3 separate regions of the Zea mays genome follow, and all the other regions are linked to region 2. The links are chromatin contacts, called in public Hi-C maps. All regions are on one chromosome and are shown on one strand. Each heading gives the region's core, a stretch centred on a gene start, on an enhancer-like site or on the middle of the called end of the contact. The rest is flanking DNA. Distances are from core to core; before and after follow the strand shown. Region 1 holds the start of LOC100382649 (putative leucine-rich repeat receptor-like protein kinase family protein). Region 2 holds the start of LOC100276677. Region 3 has its middle 79 kb from the start of LOC103636838.

Region 1 (3,001 bases), core at 343-2,842, 130 kb after region 2:
ACGCCCATTGCAAATTGAGAATTCCAAATTGAGCATTGAACTTATGAGAGTGACAGGACGAAGGATAGATGTCAGCGCGGATCATACCATGGAGCATGTTGGACACGCTTCCCCGGCTGTAGTAATCGTACACGAGCAGCTTCTCGTCCTTGGAGTAGTAGTAGGCGCGGAGCTCGACGACGTTGTCGTGGCGGATCCGCCCGAGCAGCTCCATCTGCTGCTCGAAGTCGCGCCGCCCGGCGTTCACCTCCTTGAGCCTCTTGACGACGACCGTGGTGGCGTCCTCCAGCACGGCCCGGTACGCCGTCCCGAACGCGCCCTTGCCCAGGACCTCGGCGGAGGCGCGGAGCAGGTCCTCCAGGTCGAACGCCAGCGACGGGGCCTCAAAGAAGACCATCCGGTTGCCGTCCCCGGCCTTGCCGATGACCGCCTTGGACTCGGGCGATTCCCTCCCCTTCTTCTCCCCGCCCTTCCCTGCAGCCGCGCCGCCGCCTACTGTCTCTTCATCGCGGCCCTCCCTGCTGCTGTTGCAGAATGCGAGGAGCAGCAGCGCCGCGACGGCGAACCCGAGGACGCACCCTCCCACGGCAATGGCGAGGATGGCCGCCTCGCTGAGCCTGGGCCGCCGCCTCGCGGGGGGAGGCGCAGCGAGGCCAGGAGGCGGAGCGACAACAACCGGCGGCGCCTGAGCCGGAGCCGGGCGCGTGAGGCTGTTGCCGGCGAAGGCGGCGTCGGGGAAGCGGAGGAGGGACGCCGGCACGGTCCCGTCGAGGCGGTTGTTGGAGAGGTTGAGGAAACGGAGCGCGGGGAGGCCGAGGTCCGGGACGCGGCCGGAAAGCGAGTTGTTGGAGAGGTCGAGCGCGACGAGGCGGGTGAGGTTGGCGAGCGCGCCGGGGACGGCGCCGTCGAAGGCGTTGAAAGAGAGGTCGAGCACCTGGAGCGCGGTCAGCCCCGCGAGGGCGGCGGGGAGCGCGCCGGAGAAGGCGTTGCGGTGGAGGTGGAGGCCCTCGAGCGCGGGCAGGCGCAGGAGGTCGGCGGGGAGCGGGCCGGAGAGGTCGTTGGAGCGCAGGCTGAGCAGCTGCAGCGCGGTGAGGCGGCCGAGCGTGCCCGGCGGCACGGCGCCCGAGAGGCCCAGCCCCGGGAGGTGCAGCGCCACGACGCGCGCGCCGTCCGCGCTGCAGGTGACCCCCGTCCAGCCGGGGCCGGGGCCGTCGGCGCTGCAGGCGAGGTGGGTGGTGGACCAGTTGATGCGCGCGCGGGCGGTGGCGCCGCGGCCCACGCCGGAGAGGAACGCCAGCAGCGCCGCCTTGTCGGCGTCGGGCTCGGAGGAGGCCAGGCGGGGGCGGAGTGAGAGGCAGAGGAAGAGGCAGATACGGAGCAGGAGCCCCGCCCCACGGAGCGGCGGCGTGGGCATCGCTGCCCCTACTCTCTCACCTGAATGGCTGGATCTGAGTGAGCAACGAAACGAACGCTGCTGAACGGAGGGAGGGAGAGTGAGAGAGGTGCGCCAAAATTGGCTGCTCTCGCTCTGCTGCTAGCTTGGAGCGGCCGTGGCCGCGTCCGCGTGGGCGAGGAAGGGAAGGGAAGCGTGCGCGAGTGCGGACTGCGGAGGCGGAGACGCCACCGAGAGCGAGCAAGAGGAGAGTCGGGTTCGGGAGTGCGTTTTTGGTGGGAGGACTGGTTCGAGGGGAGACGAACGGAACGTTGTGCGCGGCGGTGTCGGCTACTACCGCGGTGCGTGCTCGGCAAGTGACGGCGGCGCGGTCAGCGATCTGCGCCTTCAATTCCCATGTGAGCCTCTGCTGGCAATCGAATTGTAGCAGCACTTTATTAGGAATTAGAAAACTTGTTGTTAATTATTATTACAGGCAGCGGTTGACCGACGGATCCATCCGCAGCTCTCCAACTCTCACACAGTCTCGTCAGCCGACACTTGGGTTAGGCCGGCGGGAATGAGGAAAGCGATGGGCCGTGAATGACTTCACTGCAGTGTGTGGGCGACGATGATTGCTTTGCACGCAGCACGGCAAGGACTTGGCTTTCTTTCGCTTTGCACCTTTTTCCTGCCAAGTTCATTTTTTTTTTGAATTCAAACTTTGAACTGAACGAACGAGAGCACCCCACGTCCCCACGCCATGCACAAGGCCCCCAAGCCAAGACAGCTGACAACATTGGCCATGCTTTGCCTGTGCTTGTTTTGCGGATTCTGTCCATACGGACAAGCAAACAGCCGAGCAGGGAGATAGGACAGGCTAGCTTTGGACGTGTCTTGTGTCTGCCTCTGCCGCTCGGTGGTCGAGCTCCAGCATGCAGAGGCCGGGGGGGCATGCAATGCAGCAGAGCACAGGGCTCGCCGGCCGGGCGACGTGGGGAGGAAAAGAAGGCAGGCTCACCGCTCACCGACCATCACGTAGGCAGGACTAGGACGACGATGGGCGAGGAGCATGCTGCCAAGTGCCAAGACGCAGCAGACGCGTGTCAGCCAACTATTAGACTGTCTTCAGCGCATGCCGCGCCCTTCCCCCTCCCCTTGCACTGTGCACGTTTAGGGCTTGTTTGGTTACACCAATCCAGAGGGAGATTGAAGGGGATTAAATCCCCTCCTAGTCAAAAATGACTAGAAGGGGATTTAAACCCCTTCAATCCCCCTCTGGATTAGTGTAACCGAACATGCCCTTAGGGTGACGAGATGGGTGCAGCGGCCACCTCTAAACCTTCCCCTACAAGCAACAGTGGTAGCGCTGGGAGCAGTGCTCCGCTAGATGTGGAGGACTGTGGCAAGCCCTCTAAACACTGTGCTTGTACTGTTGAATTAATTGTTAGTAGAATAAAAATTGACAAGAGATGAAAAGTAGGTATAGAAAATGATATTTTATGGTTGTAGTGGGGTGTAGGGGAAGGATTTAGGGGGAACCGCTGTACAGGGTGGAGATATAGGAGGAAAGAGAACGCTGACGTGGCACGTGAGTGGGATATAGGGGGGCCAAATTTAGGGGCAACC
Region 2 (3,077 bases), core at 512-3,011:
ATGTTTATTTAATGAAGATGTACCATGCTGATTGGAATCAGCCTTAAGGATACGCTGACAATATTTGCACTTAGCAGACTTTAGCCTACCCTTCTCATCTTTGATCTTAATGAAATGATCCCACATACTTGACCTTGGCACAATCTCCTTCCTTGCCTCCTTTTTCTCAGTTTCATTCGCAAGGTCTACAAAATTAGCATCCCCTTGGCCTTCAGTTCCACTAGATTTACCTCGTATAGTTTGTGACCGATCACCTGTTGTTTCCACAATTGCTTGCTCAAATTGAGTAGCAGTACCCATAGATTCTCTTTCCAATTCCATGTCTACTCTATCATCGATACTATTAGGCATATGCAAAAACCTCAAACCTTATACTAACTTACTAAGTTATTGATGATTAGACAACATATAAATGCATACGTTGCTTGATTCCTCAATCGGTGTCGTCGTGTCGGCCGATGAGGTATGCGTGCTCTGCTGCCGTGCTGCCTGCTGCGAGCCTGCGAGGTCGGATTAGGGTTAGGATGTGTTCTGTTGTCTGCTCGATTCCTTGGGCAGGGCTCAGTGGGGAATTAGGGATGAGCATATCACTATCAGTGACCCTAACCTGGATGGCAGGAGCAGGATGGCGTGGCGGGCTGGCGGCCGACCGCGACCTGCGATGCGAGCCCTGTACGTTGGAGGCTTGGAGCCCTTGACCTTGATGGCTGCCGCCTGGCTGCTGGCTGAACGTGGCGGCGCCAGCGGACGGCGGTGAAGCCTGGAGATGCCGAGATGGAGCGGGACTGCGGGAGCGTAACTGCGTGAGCCTGCGGACTGCGGTACTGGGCTTGTGCCTGCCGGCGGACGGCGGTGAAGCCTGGAGCTGGAGATTGCGCGGCGCCGTGCGGTACTGGACTACTGGTACAGTGGTACTGCGCTTGTGCGCTGTGGGGCTGGAGTCTGGAGATTGCCGTCTGTCGTAGTGCCGTGTGCCGGTGTGCGGCTGTGCGCTACTGTTGCGCTAGGGTTTCTACCTTTCTGGGACTCTGTCTCTGGGTTTGCACTTTGCACTTGCCTAGGTGGGCCGTGGGCTCGTGGCCAGCCGTTGTGAATTGTGATTCGCGTGAACAGTGGGCCGCGAGCAGCCGTTGTAAATTTCGGGTATGGGTTGTTCGGGTACCGGTTGGCGCTACCCGAATTACCCAGAATAATTTCGGGTTTCACAAGTTAGTACCCGAAATTCCCAAACAAATTTCGGGTACCCGGTATTACGGGTTCGGGTACGGGTATTTTGGGTTCGGGTAACGGGTTTTTTGCTCAGTCCTACTGACTTCCATTGGCTTCGGCGGAACTACATATTTTTTGTCCATTAATCTGCAAAAGGTATACACCAACAAAAATTAGGCTCTGTTGACATAAATTAGCTACCATATATATTTATTACTCAGATTACTGTTGTGTATAGTATAATATTGCTATTTATTTAATTATCTTGGGTTGTCGGTAAGGGTATTTTTTGATCACTTCTTATATACTGAATGTTACATAGGAATGCGCGCTACAGTAGACGACGAGGGGGCCTTCATTTTCATTTTCCATGGCAAGACCAAGACAAAAGAAAAACAACACCGCTCTCCAGTCCCCACTCTCGTAGCAAGATCAGGCGGGGTCAGGCCAAGCGCGCAGAGGGCCCCACAAAACAGTGACACGCGCACGACTCCAACCGAGCAGGCGCGGCCGGTTCGTCATATCAGGTGGAGACATACTTCTCTCCCCTCGTGCAGTTCACACACTCTCCTCTGACCTCTCCTCTCCTCTCCTCTCGACCTCTCCCTTCTATCTAGCCACCGAAGCCAAGACCAAGGAACGGCATGGCTCAGCTGCTGCACCTGCCGGACCTCGCGGCGGCGCGGCCGCCGGCGCGGAGGAGGAGGGGTGTGGCGGTGGCGGTGGCGGGGGGGCGCGTCAAGCAGGGGGAGGCGGGGCGGGTGATCAGGGTCGCCGACCCCGTGCGGGAGGGCCGGATGCCGCCTCCTCTTCTTGCCGCGCCGGCCACGCCGTCGGAGTCTCCGCCGGTCGCGGGGAGGCGCGGGGACGAGGACGACGAGGTGAGGCAGAGGTACTACCTCAACATGGGGTACGCGATCCGGACGCTCAGGGAGGAGCTCCCCGATGTGCTCTACAAGGAGCCCAGCTTTGACATCTACAGGTTCGATTCGACAGCCTCCTAGATTTGTCTTTTTATTTTCTTTGTTGGACTCGACTGAGCTGATCTAACTGGGTTCCAATTGAAAAACTGCTTTTTTTCCCTTCTCACCATCAGTGATGTATGCTTCAATTGATTATTGTTAAGGAGGCTTATCTCTGCTTACCTACTAAAGATTTGTCGTCACTGCAAGTGCAAACTAGTACCTTCTAGTTCGAGGTAGAATATGTGCATACACAAGCTTACTCTGCCTTCCCATATCCATATAGCTTGTGATCTGCAGTAGCTGCCACCGGACAGAGCTGCAGCTATAAATATTTCACAAATCATAGCGGATGCTGCATAGGCCCTCAGTATTTTGCTTGTTGGCTGATTGGAAAGTTAACCCTATCTCAGGACATCCCTTTTGCCTGGAAGTGATAGTTTAGCCTAGCTAGACCTAGACTACCATTCGCTAGCTTTTGAGTTGGAATGGAGGCCTTGGGCAGTGCTGTTGGTGGTGATGGTGCCACCACCTGAAGAGCTGCACTCAGAAATGAAGCCTATATGTTTCTTCTTACCTAATGTTAATTAGGATATGTGTTGTCTGTAGATATAATTGGGGTTCTTGTTTATAGAGTCGTGTTCTTTAGCCATTGGAGAATGGGATCATTTTTTCAAGGATTACGTGATGAATCCTATACTTCTGTGCCGTTGGTTGGTCCTCCGCACAGTTAACTGAAATGTTATTGGCTGACTGGAGTTATTGTGATATTGACATCCTATGGTGCCAGTTCCATGGGTTAGATTTGTTAGATATGCGGTCTTATTATTGGAGTTATTGTGATATGACATCCTGTTTCAGTTTGTTTTCATGGGTTTATGTTGTTAGTTGCTATTTGTCCCCTTT
Region 3 (2,919 bases), core at 68-2,567, 240 kb before region 2:
CTCGAAACCTCGCTGCTAGTCGTAGCAATACAAACAGATATGGTATAGACAAAATTAACATTACATCAAACATAAGAGAAACTGCATAATAATAATCTACGCGTTGCTACGAGACTAACGGAACTTGAACGGATCAAATCGGAGTTAAAATGGAGAAGTTATGAATTTCTTAAGGTTTTATGCACTCAATACAAGATTAACCAAGAGATTAATTTTAATACACTTTTCATGTTAAACCAGAGGTACTATGTGATAAACAATAATATTATAGAATTATAGAAATTGGAATTATTTGATTTGGAGCTAGATTGGATTTTCTATGAATTAAATAAGTTTCTGAAAATATTTTAACACTAGAAATCATTTTCTAATTAAATTTCAGAATTTTCCTAGATTCTGGACTGCGCGCATAAATACAGAGAGTATCAGGGGCTAGCACGCAAAAACTCTAAGACTCAGGTTCCAGTACACTGGACTGCGGGTTGATTCCAGTGTTTATCAGGGTCTCTTTTGCAAAATGTCCTGGATCAAAGGGTCACGGTGCGCTCAGGGCCATGGGATCATAATTCAACGATTGGGATTAAATCCCCGGTTATCCCAACCGGTACGCACCCACGGCCACACGCTTCGAGATCTATGGCCAAAATTTGATGAAGGCGTGATTCAATCTAATCCCTCCGATCTGATCTTAACGTCACTAGACCAAAAAGCGAAGGGGGTACGTGACCTTTAATCCCGACCGTCTATCCACATCAACGGTCCAGACATCATCCGGACGAGATCTCGTCCGATCCGTTCACTTAACGATCGACGGCCACGGACATATCTTCAACCCTCAGCTCGGCAGGACGGTGGTGCTTCCGCTGCCGTGAAGGCTTAAGCGCCGACAAGCAACAACCCCAGCGCACGCACTACGACGAGAGGAGGAGCAAGAACAACATGGACGGAAATTTACCGGTGGTCGAGCAGCAGAGAACTGAGCACACGGTACATTGCGGGACCCTGGCCTCCCATCGCCCACAGCTCCAGGAACCGAAGCACGCGCATCAGGAACTCCTCGCCGAGTACCACCGAGAACCCCTGGATCCACGCCCCGACGAGAAATCAACGAGATCCTGGTGCACCACTTCGACCAGGACGACCACAACCACCACCCGAGGAACCCCGTGAAGCCCCAGACCTGCGCCCAGCCTGAGATCTCTGTTCTCAGCGCCCAGCCACAGTCTTCGTCGCGCGAGGGTATGGCCAGGTGCGGCGCGCGCCCACGATCTTCAGACGCATTGAGTTGGCTTAGGCGATGGTGCGATTGCGACCTCAATCAACGGAGCGGATCTCAATTTTTTTCCCTCTGCTATCTGCACGCGATGATGGCTACAACCTGGCGGTCCTGCGGTCAGGGAGCGGCGAACGTTCCCATTTATATTCCGAATGCGAGGCCGAGGACCCGGCCAAACCCACGACCCGCCAAAATCGCGGACGAGGCTATTGCGCGGCCTGCGCGCTTACCGGATCACTAGCCACCCCTTGACTCGGCTGGAAGGGATAAGGAGGGAGACGACTCTGTCATCCCGGCCCCACGCACTAGACACAGATTATCCCAAGCACGCGCGACAGAGATAGCGGCTGGCGGCGCGGTGGGTCTGTTACGCGAGAGAGGAATCTCAGTAGCACGGCCCCACATGTCATTTGGCCAGACCAGGGAATGGATCGTGGGCCACGGAAACGTAGGGTCGAGTTGGGCCATGGGAAGAAAATGATGCTGGGCCACGGGGGATTATTCAACCCAGGCAGTGTTTTCTTTTTTCCTCTATTTGCCCAAAAACCCATAATTCAAAATAGGTTTGAATTGTTGATTTGAATTTTACTTCTCATATCCTAATAGTACTTTAATATAAATACTACTACCAATGTTTTGCCATAATTTCTATGGTATTATTATTATCATTATTATTATTATTTTTATTCATTCCTCAATTCCTTTGCTCCCATATCCTTCGGAGCACAATTTAAATCTAAAGCTAATTTATTTTGATTATAGGTTTTGGATGAATGCACAAACATAGAAATCCCAGCATGATGCATAAGTTCATGTTTTATCTGGTATTTATTTAAAATAAACTGTGTCACATGAATGATTCTCATAAACAAAAGAGTTTTTTTTTTCCATGTTATAATGAGTAGAGGGCAAAACATATTTTGAGATCAACTCTTTCTTTTTATTTACAAATTGGGTATTACACATTTTTACTTATATGGAGGAGAGAGACATCAGAAAGTAGAGGAAGTGGACTCTCATGCAAGAGTCAGCTGCAAGTGCTACATGGACTCCAAGATAAAAGGATGTAAGAGAAAAAGACAAGGAATTAATCTAAGAGCCAACCTTATCGTCAACTTTATTATATGAGTGCGTTTATTGTTTGCTACAGATGACATATCATGTAGTTAGAGCCAACAACAGGCTCTATTATTAAACTTGTTCTTAGAACATTAATTGCTGCTTATATGTGTATTAGGGGCCCATCCCATCTCCTACATGAAGTTGGTCCCTGCCTATATGGTAGTCTAACTTACCTATGTCGATAACTCTGCTAAGTTTGCCTCGAGGACTACATTCATAGGATGTACCAAAGGTGCATGGTTATGTTTTTCAATATCCATAATGAAGACTTTAAAATCTCTGTGCCAACAACTATATTTAGTTTAAAAGAAAAAACAATAGATTTCAACCTGCTGAAGTTGATAACTCTACTACGTCAGACTCGACAATTTGCATGACAAAATTGTGATATCGGTCAGGAGACAAAAACAAGTCAGACACAAATAATTCAAGACATTCAAGAAGATCCAATGGAAGAGTTTCATCTGCCTGATTCAAATGACTGATGAGAACATTACCAGCTCAGATATGACCATGTTAAT

What was found. A called contact is a pair of places that touch in the nucleus more often than the background predicts.
Region 1: a Hi-C map of endosperm shows a contact between it and region 2, with 2.7 times the contacts expected there. The contact joins the promoter of LOC100382649 here to the promoter of LOC100276677 in region 2. A contact is called at or near these places in 2 of 25 Hi-C or Micro-C datasets (endosperm and leaf).
Region 3: a contact with region 2 is called in a Hi-C map of leaf, with 2.9 times the contacts expected there. The contact joins the enhancer-like site here to the promoter of LOC100276677 in region 2. A contact is called at or near these places in 3 of 25 Hi-C or Micro-C datasets (ear, leaf and tassel).

Annotation. Positions count from the first base shown.
Region 1 is chr8:27,566,206-27,569,206 of Zm-B73-REFERENCE-NAM-5.0, forward strand. It overlaps LOC100382649 (putative leucine-rich repeat receptor-like protein kinase family protein), which reads right to left and starts at 1,593. Exons shown (of 2, transcript NM_001175373.1): 1 at 88-1,593. The coding sequence starts at 1,414.
Region 2 is chr8:27,434,545-27,437,621 of Zm-B73-REFERENCE-NAM-5.0, forward strand. LOC100276677 reads left to right here and starts at 1,762. Exons shown (of 2, transcript NM_001150404.2): 1 at 1,762-2,191. The coding sequence starts at 1,854. LOC111589943 reads right to left here and starts at 940. Exons shown (of 4, transcript XM_023300858.1): 1 at 608-940; 2 at 1-500. The coding sequence starts at 351.
Region 3 is chr8:27,193,359-27,196,277 of Zm-B73-REFERENCE-NAM-5.0, forward strand. No RefSeq gene overlaps it. Among protein-coding and RNA genes, the nearest start is that of LOC103636838, 79 kb to the right of the region's middle. Within about 2 kb of position 1,318, at least 1 of the 20 cell types and tissues checked has an H3K27ac peak or open chromatin away from gene starts, as enhancers often do. A contact at or near this core is called in leaf, where this site is marked.